Linked DNA regions of Hordeum vulgare: region 1 is linked to region 2. Evidence: chromatin contacts called from public Hi-C data. All regions are on one chromosome and are shown on one strand. Each heading gives the region's core, a stretch centred on a gene start, on an enhancer-like site or on the middle of the called end of the contact. The rest is flanking DNA. Distances are from core to core; before and after follow the strand shown. Region 1 holds the start of LOC123414829 (probable membrane-associated kinase regulator 4). Region 2 holds the start of LOC123445301 (protein CANDIDATE G-PROTEIN COUPLED RECEPTOR 7-like).

The links. A called contact is a pair of places that touch in the nucleus more often than the background predicts.
Region 1: a Hi-C map of leaf shows a contact between it and region 2, with 2.4 times the contacts expected there. The contact joins the promoter of LOC123414829 here to the promoter of LOC123445301 in region 2. A contact is called at or near these places in 1 of 6 Hi-C or Micro-C datasets (leaf) and 1 of 1 datasets of contacts at active chromatin or transcription factors (embryo).

Annotation. Positions count from the first base shown.
Region 1 is chr1H:460,794,143-460,800,489 of MorexV3_pseudomolecules_assembly, reverse strand. It overlaps LOC123414829 (probable membrane-associated kinase regulator 4), which reads right to left and starts at 5,055. Exons shown (of 1, transcript XM_045106683.1): 1 at 3,614-5,055. The coding sequence starts at 4,822. The coding sequence ends at 3,704.
Region 2 is chr1H:460,622,834-460,629,056 of MorexV3_pseudomolecules_assembly, reverse strand. LOC123445301 (protein CANDIDATE G-PROTEIN COUPLED RECEPTOR 7-like) reads left to right here and starts at 1,400. Exons shown (of 1, transcript XM_045122265.1): 1 at 1,400-3,270. The coding sequence starts at 1,564. The coding sequence ends at 2,937.

The sequences.
Region 1 (6,347 bases), core at 3,806-6,305, 170 kb before region 2:
TTTGTGTGTTATTGATGATGATCTCGACTACAAGGGTGCGGAATCACTAACCTAGCTCTCGAGGATTTATTACTGTATTATTCCTCTATCTTAGGGGCTCCCCTTTATATATAGGTTGAGGCCCTGAGACTACAATAGAGTCCGGGTCATAATACAACCTTTGACCTAGTCTACTTCCTTCTCTTCTTGTTTTTTGGGCAAGGTAAATTCCTCATGACTTCTTTCGTGGGTTGGCCCGCCAGGTGCTGGTCCATGAACCGGCCTTTTTCGACGAGCCGCCTCCTGGGCCTTGCGCTTAATGGTTTCCGTAGCCCAAGTAACGACCCTGGTTATGATTTGCCACTGGTCAACCTGGTCATACACTGGTCGGGTCATACCATGGGGTATATCCCCAACACGAGGTCAGACTTTTTCGAGTCGGGTTGGGCGGGCCGACCGGGCCAGGTTTCCCATGGCCAGGACTAGGTGGAGGTAATACCCTACTCATGTGGTGCTCTTTTCGCTTGGCGTAGATTACAATGTGAGAGAGTTCAACCCTCAGCCCGATGCTCTCCTCTCGGCTTATATACAGTACACTAGGATGGTTGTCATAACGGGATGGTAATAAATGCTATTGGTAGTCTAATGCATGACCGACTTTTCATGGCCATTACTTACTAGTAATTGTCATATTTAATTATATTACTCTACCTTCGGGTAACAACGATACTGATTGTACCATGGGGGTCAGAGAATGCTAGGGTGCAGCCGACTATGGGCATCCAACTGCTCGTGTCCTCCAGATGATCGACGGTTGGGTCGTGTCTGTCACGGAGTGGTAATCCGATTGCATACACTTGGTCTTATGATGGGTATCCCCTTTGGTATGTGTCTTCTTGGGTTGTAGCAATGTAGCTCCACTAGGCCTGGATGGCGGCCCCCTTGGCCCATTGTATTCTCGGTCGTATTCTTGACTGTCTCGGCATTAGACTGAGCCATATGTAAGTATGGTCCTACCCCTTAGGTATATCCCCATCGCGATATTTAGGGTTCTCGGAATGAAAGAAAAATATAGCCTTCGAGAGGCGGTGGAAAGGAGCACCAAGGGGCCCACGTGCCCCATGTGGCCACCCCCTGGCTGTGTGAGGGCCCATAGGGCAAGCCCCGTGTGGGGCTCGGGACCTTCTCGATGCAAACTTTTTTCCTGCATTTTAAAAAAATGCCTGACATACATCATTAGATCCATCATAGGATTTAGTTTCATATTTATATGTATTGTCTTGTAGATATATAGTTCTCTATAAACTTGGTCAAAAAGTATTTACATTTCGAATGCCAAGCATACATCACAAACATGAAACCATCAAAAAGTATAGATACATTTCAGACGTATCACGTGGTGGCGGCCGATTCGTTCGATGCGGTGGTCTGCCGGGCAATTCGATGACGGTGAGCGGTGGATGCAGCGGGCAGGGCGATTTGTCGATAGCGATGGTAGCCGGAATCGATCGGATTCGGTGGCAAGGCTAGCGCAGGAGGGGAAGCAGTTGTGCACGTGACTGCAAGTGGAACCTTTCGGATGGTTGTAGGACTTCTATTTTGTGATAGTCGTGCGTTTGTTGTGTATTTGCATCACTAGGGGTGAAATTTAGGGCTGCCCAGAAATTTGTGTTGATGCTACATTTTGAGTTCATAAAGACCACACTTTGTCCAAAAAAGCGACACAATAATGAAATATATATTTTTATCACCGGTGGGATCCTGCTTATCAGGTTTAGGGCAGATTAGATGGTGACAAGCATATCCAGCGCTCTTTATGCGACATCATTAGCAGCCTAATATGCTGCTGATTTGTATTCACTTTAATTATTCTGGTGTAGTTTCAGCATCATGTGTTGCTTAAGCCAAGCATAGAGAATATGTACCCACCTTGCATTGCAGTCTCGAAGAAGACTTGTTTTTTATCTGGAAATTGTGATGTGGGCTAGCTGATCTTGTTGGTTGCATTGCAGCTTAGCACGAGTAAAATATGAAATCTGGCTCTTCCTTTGCGCTTTACACTTGTGCTATTCAACTACACCCTCAGTTCCTACATATAAGACGTTTTGACATTTCAATTTTTTTTTATTGATTGCAAGTTTTTGTTGGTAGCTTATCAAGCTAGCTGCTTGATTAGATTAAATTGCCAAAACGTCTTATATTTTGAAACAAAGACAATACTTATTCTTTTTAATTCTGTCAACATCGAGCAATGGTATGAAGCCCAGAGTTCATCAGCTGAACTGGTTTAGGTAGTTAGGAACTTTGGCCCATCACCTTAGTTTTTCATTTACTTCATCAACCTTCTATGTTGAGCAGTTGTTAAATTCAAAAGAAAGTTGGCCACTAACTTCAGTTTTTATTTCATTTCATTATCCTTCAACGTTGAGCAATAGTTAATACACTTAACAAATTTGCTAAGCAATTAACTACACTGCCCGTGTTGCCTCAAAGAGGAACAATGGAACCGAAGTGGCCCTCATATACAAGCATGTGGAAAGGTGCTACTAATCCACCTCCAAAGCGTCGACCCGGATCAATCAGCATGCCCTTGTTTAAGCGCCATGTTTCCCTGCATGCCTATCAGGAGATCCGACCCATGGCGGCTCGGACATGGACGAGACAGCCATTGATGGAAAACAGAAAGCTCTGCGTGCCTCCCTCCCTCCCTCCATTGTCTCTCTTGTGTTTCTCAGTTACATTTTGCCACTAAACCAATGGCGTCCATGCTTGTCTCCTTGATTAGTTGATGCTGCTTAGCTTTAAACACGAGCACGATATTGGTATTGGCAACTGGTAGTAATACATATACTGTTGTAGTGGGATTAAGTCGAGCCCTTTGTAGGCTGCAGGTTTTGTGTCGTGTCGGCCACTGGAGCTCGGCGTCTCCTTGAAACGAGATACCCTGCTCTGGTAGTGTATTTTTATTTTTTGCTTTCGCCCACATGCATGCATGGTGTGATACTGTGGTACTATGAGATGACTGAAAGTATCTACTATACTAAGTATATGATCCACCGTGGCCTGGATCCACTTTAACTAAGGCCATGAAATCAAACTGTCAGAGAAAAAGCACGTTTCACTTGGCTCTGCCTATGATGCTTGCTGTCAGGCTGCGTGATGATGGTATATTCATGGCTTGCTAGTATCTTTGATCGTACCATCAAATGATTCTGTGAAAAGCGTGTGATCTTTGCTTTGGGCTGTCATATCTTCGTGATGAATTTACAGTCTCTAATCATCTCTGAACAAATGCAAGCAGTGGCGAATAATATGGAGGTCGTTTTCACGCTCATAAGACTTCCGGGGAAGGACCGATTGTTACGTGCCGACTGCAAATATGTACTGTATGATAGTATGATCTCTTGATGAGATTATGTGCTTGACTTTGTGATCTTCTTAGGTCTCATCCTCTTATTTTAAATTTTAAAACTGCAGCATATGCTTCTTGTCTTGCAGCTAGCACTAATCAGATGTGGTTACCGTGCTGCACGGCGATCTAAGGGTCAGAAAAGAAATCTGCTCGACTGCTCCTACTCATAGTGCACAGTCAGTTGATCTGTGACAGGTACGGGGTGGTCAAGAAGAACACAAGTTTCGGTACCACAAAATTTTCCAGAATGCATCATTTCATACATCATTGTACATTCAAGGTTCATCAGGGAGCCGATCGGGCGGTGGACGATCATCCTCTGCAGATCTCGATGAGCTCGTCCAGGCCCTCGGACTCCGCGGCGACCTTGGACGCCGCCGACGACGACAGGAACCGGAACCCGGCGTCGCTGGCGCTCTTCCTCACCGAGGCCAGCTGCTGGGACTTCTTGCAGTAGGCGATGAGCCCCTGGATGGGGTTCTCCGCCTCCGAGCTCGCGCTGCTGCTCCTCCTCAGCGCCGGCGCACCCGCCCCGACGGCGCCGTCTGAGTCGCTCGAGCACCGGACCGACGACGAGGTGGAGGACTTGGACGAGGAGGAGGACGACGAGGACGACGGAGGCGCTGCTGGCGCGGGGGACGTCTTGTTCGATGCAGAGTACCGGACGACGACGCTGGAGAAGGACCTCCGGTGCCCCGCACGTCCGCCGCCGCCGCTGCTCTGCTCGGTGATGCACCTGTTGCTTCTCATATGGCCGAACGGGTTCTTCCTCCACGCCCGGGGGTGGTGACCATGGCCATGGCTATGGCCAGAGAGGTCCTTTCCGCCTAAAACGTTCTTGTCGTCGCCCCCTGTTCCCGCTTGCTTCCCGGCGAACATGGTCTTGAGGTAGGCCTTGGAGGCCTTGAGCTGGCGGCCGAGGTTGAGCTGCCTGACGAACCGGAGCTTCCTGGACCACGGCTTCTTCTCGCCGCTGGCCGCCGACGCGGCGTCGTCGTCGGCCAGAGCCATGCCGGCCGCGTACTCCCGGAAGAACTCCTCCACGTTGAGCTCCCCGCTGACGAAACACGAGTTGGCCGGCGACACGCCGCGGGAGCGCTCGCAGGGCGTCGCGGGGGCGGTGCTGACGGCGAGCCCGCCGAGGCGCGGCCCCCTGGCCCTGACGCCGTCGAGGAGGAGCTCCTCGACCATCTGGACGCGCGGTGGCAGGTGCAGCGGCAGCAGCTTGCCCTTGTAGAAGAGCTCGTCGGCCGGGGACGCGAGCGGCGGCTGGCCCGACCGGTCGAGCGGCGCCGACATGTGGAACTCGAAGTCCCTCCCCGCCGCCCCCGCCGCCGCCGAGCTCAGGTCCATGTCGATGTACTCCTCCTCTTGCTCCAGCCCATCGCCGTAGACCTCCTCCCCTCGCCTGCTCGCCATCGCAATACTCATGCTGAGTAGCTACTCTCGATGGCACTCGTTGGGACGAGCAGAAATGGCAGTGGCATCCATGGGTGGGAGCGCTCTTATACTCCCGTCGAGCTTTGTCCCGGAGGGGGGGTGGGGGCTACCGGGCCAACTAAACTACCATTGCTGTCCGTCCGCAAGATCCGAGTCTTGTTTGCATCCTGTACCCTGTGTACGTGGTGTGTCTGCCTAGGCCTTAGCTCGAGGGAACGAGCGAACAAGCACGCACTGCTCCATCTCGGGCTTTATTCGTGTCGTGCTGCCCCCCTCTTTTCTTTTTCTCTCGAGGGGAAATCGGCTTTGGCGATCCAACAAGTACCACCACCACTTTCACCACTAGTGTGGTGTCTGATCACTCGATTAGGGCTCCTCGCTTCTTTTGCCTTTGCCTTCCCTCCGCCCCCGATATCCCGCTCCACGCTTCTCTTCTTTACATGCGTGGATAGCTAATCATCTACTGCTCCTATCTATCCATCCATTCCATTTGACAGTAGAAATACTGCCCCTGCTCTTGTGTTCTGAGAGTTGATGATGATTACGGCATGGGTACTTGGTGCAAACTACAATGCGAGGTTGGTCATTGCAAGGCAATTAGGAGCGCTCGCGTGCGTGCGTGCGTGCGTGCATCTCTAGTTCCAACCACAACCTGTGGAGTGAGTAGTACTATACGGACAGTAGTACGGCTGATTTATTAGCAGGATCTGCACTGGCCCGGATACCGACCGGGCCGCTCTGCCCTCTTCTCCTCCTCGGGCAACTGAATCAAACTCGCTCGTATAAATCCGCTCAAAGCCCTTGGCGGCTCCGGCCAAAAACTTTCGAATTCGAATTCGAGGAGCTAGCCCAGCTCACGCCCCCAGATCAATGCAAAAAAACAAAAGCATGGATCGACACACCATACAGTACACCGCAGCGCTCGTTGGATTTCCTAGCTGCGGTGTGTGCTCCTACTACGTAGCAGCAGTAGCAGCTGGTACGTAGTAGTACGTGCGTGCATTTGTTTATGCCGTCTCGTCTCGATCCCATCTCCATGTCAACCGGCCTGCTGGCTCGTCCATCCACCGGTGGCGTGGCGTGCAGCGGTGGCTGGCTGGGGGGCGTCGTGGCCGTCTGAATCAGAGGCACAGTCAAAAGAAGGATCGTCTCAGACAGACAGACAGGCAGAGGCATGGGCTGACTGCGACGCTGCTGTGCCTTTGCATGCGCTGCCTGCGTCGCTGCGTCCGATCAGTGGCCTGTATGGAACTACGGGGTCGATGCTTCGGGGGTCGTGCCGCCGATCCTTGAAGAAGCGTGCGTGCGCGACCTGCCACCGTCGCTGCCACTGCCAGCCGCGGCAGCCGCGGCAGCTCCTTCTTTGCTTCCTTGTTCAGCTTACGCCAAGGTGACATCCTGCACAGCAACCTGACAACTACAAGCCGTGAATTTTGGCAAAGCACCGCTCCTGCTCTGGTGCTCCATAATAACAGCAAAAGTACAGTACAGATGCATACATGATTTGTCAAAATCT
Region 2 (6,223 bases), core at 151-2,650:
CCGTTCTTCATGTCTTTCATTACCCACATCTCTATGTACTCATGCCCGCTTAACAAACTCAAACGGGTTGACATCATCATCTGCATCACAATCAGGATAGACAACTTGAATAGGAATATGTGCTTCCTCTCCTCTTCCAAACTCTCCTTCTGCGTGAACTTCTCCATGCTCTGCTTCTGCCTCACCTTCTCCGTGCTCTGCTTCTGCATTCTCTCCATTGCTATGCACTCTCCTTGTTGGGCTGAAAACTTGAGGCAAACTAGCTCTTGGATGATTCACAACATCATCCTCGCTAAGGTTAGCTCTGAAGCTATCATCATGATCCAAATAAAGACTGAAAAAGTGGTGTCCAATATCAACAAACATGAGCATTTTGCCAGCCCGTTCATCATCAGCTATTGCCCTGAGACCATTTGTGCTAAGTGTAAGGATAGGGACACAATAAAAAACCTTAAGCCTCCCTGCCATCTCATAACCTATTTCTTCCACAAGATTTTCAATCATTATAGGTGACCAGGTGACCCTTTCCACTTGATCATACAAAATGGCACGACCATTCACATAAGAACGGTTCTTGCCATGGCCAAGAAAAAACCCACCATGGTTGATCTCCATCGGAAAATTGCTGCTTCGACGACCTCAGACAACAACAAAAGCACTACATGCATCACAATCTCTTTATTTAACTCTAAAAAAGCCTAAGCCCCAATTCCCTTAACCCCTAAATTCTGACTAAAAACCCTAGAACAACCGGTCCAATCTTGCAACTACAACACATCTTAGATGAAAATGCGGTCCTAAAAGGAGGTTCTTTGACGACCAAAACGCACAAACCTTACGAGAAGAACAGGGGCAGATACTTACTGTAGACACGGGGTGACGCCCCTTCTGCACCACGAACACGGGCCATCGCCGACGCCTCACACAAGAAGAACACGCGCGGCGGCGCCACCTATGCATTCGCGGAGGACATCCGCGCCTCAGCTTGCGTGCACCGTCGACGATCGTTGGGGGCGGCGTCGCTTATGGAGCCGCTCCCCTATTTCCAATCGAACACGAAGAGGCGACGTGAGTGGAGCAGGGATGAATGGGTGGATTCCATGATGGTCACGGGGCTCGACGCAAAAAAAACGACGACCACGCCTCCGCGGTTCGCCACCTGGCCTCGAGCCGGTCAACACGTGTTCAACCGCGTTGTACCCACCGTATATGTGCTACAGTGACCGTATTTTTTCGTTAAATCGTATCCGATGACCGTAATGAACGTATTGCTAGGCTCAGTAACCGTATTGTACTTTTGTGTAACTATAGAGACCATGAGTGTATTTTTTTTCCTGACAGCCCTTTCACACCCCGAAGTGTACAAAAACGGGAGTGGAAACTTTCCCGTCGCACCGTCTGCTAGGACTGCACAAGTCAACCTCCTACCGAACAGTCACCAATCGCGAGGCACATCCGAGCCCCGCTCTTCCGCCACATAAGACGGCCGTGCTCCACCCACCGCCCACGCGCACACCGACACACTCCCACGCGCTCCGCCCCGCACAGGCGACAGATCTCGCCATGGCCACCGCCGGAGCTCGCCTCCTGCTGCTGCTGCTCGCCGCCGCGGGGTCCCTCCTCCTCGCCTCCCCCGCCGCGGCGGAGATCAGGGCGGAGTCCTTCCGGGAGGACCCGCGCCACACCATCCTGTTCGAGAAGTTCGGCTTCTCCAAGACCGGCGCGGTCCGCATCATCCTCTCCGGCGCCGCCGTCTCCTCCTCCTTCGCGCGGGCGGACCCCAAGCAGATCGGGTTCTTCCTCCTCGCCGACGAGTCCCTCCTGCAGGCCGCCTCCGAGCCGCGGGCGCCGGCGGAGAAGCGCGCGGCGGAGCCGGAGGACCCCAGCGGCGCCGACGAGCCCGACCTCTCCGGGTGCGTCCTCTCCAGCCCCTACGTCAAGAAGCTCTTCACCTTCCACGACATGGAGGGCGGGCACTACAACAAGTCCTTCCCGGTCACCCACCCCGACGAGTACAGCCTCTACTTCGCCAACTGCGCGCCGGAGTCGCTCGTCTCCATGAACGTCCGCACCGAGATGTACAACGCCAACCCGGACGGCTCCAAGGACTACCTCCCCGTCGGCCAGGCGCCCGTCCCGGCCATCTACGGCTTCTTCGCCTTCGGCTACGCCGCGTTCCTCGCCGGATGGGCCTACCTCACGCTCTCCCGCGACCGCGTGGCGGCCAACCAAATCCACCACCTCATGTCCGCGCTCCTCGTCGCGCGCCTGCTCTACTGCCTCTCGGCCGCCGAGGACCAGCACTACATCCGCGTCACCGGGACGCCGCACGGCTGGGACGTGGCCTTCTACCTCTTCCAGCTCATCAAGGGCGTCATCCTCTTCGCGGTCATCGTGCTGGTCGGCACGGGGTGGTCCTTCCTCAGGCCATTCCTGCAGGACCGGGAGAAGAAGGTGCTCATGGTGGTGATCCCGCTGCAGGTCATGGCCAACATCGCCGACGCGGTCATTGGGGAGACCGGGCCGTTCATGCAGAGCTGGGTGACATGGAACCAGATCTTGCTGTTCGTCGACGTCGCCTGCTGCTGCGCGGTGCTCTTCCCGGTCGTCTGGTCCATGCGGTCGCTCCGGGAGACGTCCAAGACCGACGGCAAGGCGGCGCGGAACCTGTCCAAGCTCACTCTGTTCCGGCAGTTCTACACCGTGGTGATTGGGTACTTGTACTTCACCAGGATCGTGGTGTTTGCGCTCAGGACCATTGCCAGTTACAAGTACCGGTGGGTGAGCATCCTGGCCGAGGAAGTGGCTTCAATGGCGTTCTACATGTTCATGTTCTACACATTCAGGCCGGCCGAGAGGAGCAAGTACTTCTCTCTCGACGACGACGAGGAAGAGGCCGCGGAGATGGTGCTCCGGGAAGAGGAATTCGAGCTCTGAACATCTGTAATTACCCGCGACAATGTCCTGAGCCGCAATTACCCTCTGAGATTGCTCTCTTGGCGCCCTGTTTATCTGATCTCCCCTCTGAGATTTTAGCACACTGCCCTTACACAGATATCAGGTATAGCTCATCATCGTCTTGTATGTGCTGCACGGCTGTAAGATTATACTGTAGTATTTGTTCCTCTTTCACAGTAGCTTCAAATTTTGTCGTTGAGACACGCGGGATACCATACAGGATACATGCAAAAGGAGGTCATTACTTGATAAGTGCATAGGAAATTGATTGTGCAAGTGTTACAGTTCAGGCAAAGTTTGAAGTTCGCTGCATTTCTGCGTGGTAACCAGTCATTTCATTCCGGCACTTTGACTTCTGATGAACCTTTTGTTTGTCTGTTAACACAACTCGAAGTGATGTTGTACTACTAATATGATTTGCCACTCATTGCATTGGAAGTTCCGTAAGTAATTCATTTCATTTTAGGGGGTTATCCTCCTTTTCAAAAAAGTTATACTAGTACTGATATTACCATTTGAAATTTGCTGCATTTCTGTGTGGTGGCCAGTCGTTTCATTTCGGCACTTCGACTTTTGCTGATCCTTCTGTTTGGCTGTTAACACTACTCGACGTGATGTTATACTGATATACTATGATTAGCAACTCATTGCATTGGAAGTCCCATCGTTCATTTTAGGGGGGAGCTGGGGAGGCAAAGATCCTCTTTCATCCTAAACAGAAGGGAAAAGAGATCTACTTGAGGCCTTGTTCAGTTAAGCCACTCCCCAGATGGATTGGTGGGGATTTGAGGAGAAATTGACCTAGATGGGATTTAATCCCTGCCAATACCTGTTAATTCCGTCCATTTGTCATGCAACCGAACAAGGCCTGAAGAGGAAAACCGACGCGTCTAAACTAGGTGCTCCTTTGCTTCCTTCCATTCCAGGCAACGTCGGTGAAGGCTCGATGAAGAAAGGTTTGTCCAAGGAGATCAACCATCATCTGCGGTACTTTTTCTTTCGTGCAACGACATTTACAGACTTTGCATTTCTGAAATGTGTCGTGGTTGGGCGTTGTTCGAGACGCTGGCGGGACCATGGTAACAAACAGCATATGTGATACTCTAGTGATGCGGGCGAAGGAAACTAGAATGAAGCAAAGCACAATGCCGGCTCCAATTGGTCGTGTGTACTGCTGCTGTATGTGTCTATGGGACACGACACGGCTTGATTGGTAACGCATCACTGTCCAGCTTTCTTGCCTCTGTTTCAATGACCCATGCACCTAACAGCTAAAAACAAGCATGGATACAACTAAAAGTTTGAGGAGACATGACGTGCCGTCGGCGAGCATAATGACCCACTCCGAACCGGAAACTACGTACGTCTCAGAAATCGAATGATCGGAGATGAGGATATCGAGTCTTCAAATTAAGGAAGGAGCAGTGGATAGATGGAATATTGCATATGTGGAGGGTACAATGCGACCAGCAGCTAAAGGCAACTCCAACGCAGACCCCAAACCGTCTGTTAACGTTCACATGTACTTAGTCTTAGCACTTAGTCTTAGCCGTCCTTGCAAGTAGGATCTGGACCGGCTCCACTCTTCCTCTCTCTCTGCTATATATGTAACATTCTTGTACATGATAACACAGTGTGAAGGAATTCAGTCTCTTTCTTGGTATCAGACACGGTGTGAAGGAATTCAGTCTCTCCCTCTCTCTGGCTCCGGCCACACCTCCTCTTCCTCGACGACGGTCGTCGACACCACCGCGGCGTCTAGCCCTGCTGCAACCGCCGCCTCCTCCCCCTCTGTCTTCGGTACACCCTCTCCCCCATCTACGTTTGCCCCCTGTTCTCCACCACCGTACCTCTCCCCGTTGCTCCCTCTACTCCCCCTGCTGCTCACCACCCACGCCACCCCATCTTCCATGACAGCATCCAGAACCACATCAAATTTCAGCTCAACCCCGACGATCACAACTATCACAAGTGGAAGTCGTTCTTCCTCCTTGTTCTTCTCCGCTATGGCGTTTCCCACTTCATCGAACACCCCCTCCCTCCCAACGCCGATGCCCACCTCCGTGAACTCGACGCCCACCTTGTGCTCTGGATCTACTCCACCCTGGCTGATCCCCTCATCGATCACGTCGTGGGCGCCACCACCACCTTCGATCTCTCGGGGCGCATCCGCGACTATTTCCTCGCCAATCGCGTCGCCCGGTACATGACTCTGAATCGACAGTACCGCAATCTCAAACAGGGTGACCTTTCTGTCGCCGAATATGCCTGCCGCATGAAGCTCCTCACCGTCGGCCTCGCCGACATCGACTACCCGGTCACTGAAGTGGATCTCACCACTCAGTTCCTCCACGACATCGACAAACGGCTCGACACCATCCGCGTCATTCTCGGCGATACGGTGCCTCTTCCCCCGTTTGAGACCGTCTTCTCCCGGCTCAAACTTGCCGAAGACAACCTCTCCCAACGGGAGGCCGACGAGCGCGGCACCATCCTCGCCGTCACCAGTGGCACCACCCCCGGCTCCTCCACTCCGCGATCTGGTGATCGATCCGCCGGCTCCACCGATCGCGGGCCTAACCAGCCTCATGGTCGTGGTCGTGGTCAGGACGACGGTGATCGGGGTCGTGGACGAAGTCGTGGCCGCGGAGATCCATCCGGCTGTGGTCCTTATCTACCCCTTCCGTACAATCCTTACATGGGATTCTTCGCTCCATATGGCATGGTGATCCCTCCACCTCACCCTGGTTGGGTCCCCCCAAACTCCGCCGACGTCCTTGGGCCTGCTCCGGGATCCCATGCCCAGGCGTATCATGCTCACCATCTGCCGGCTACTCCTTCCCCGCTGACTCACCAGTCGGCATGGGATCACCTCGCCATGCTTCATGCCGCCTACAACGCCAACAACCAGCCACCCACGGGCTCTGCCAACTCCAACTGGTACCTCGACAGCGGCGCAACATCGCATATCACCGACAACCCTCGTAACCTCACCCTCTCGACTTCTCCATTAAAGCATAACTTATCTAGTGTTGTCGTCGGCAATGGGCATCACCTTCCCATCACTGGCACCGGATCCACCACTCTCTCCCTCCCCCTTCCACCTTTGCGACGTCCTCTTTTCCCCACACATAGTCACCAACCTCATCTTTGTCCGCCAATTTACACGCGATAACTCATGCTCCATTGAATTTTACCCCTTTGGCTTTCTTTTGAAGGATCTGCGCACTAGGAAGGTTCTAATGATCTCCGCTAGCTCCGGCGA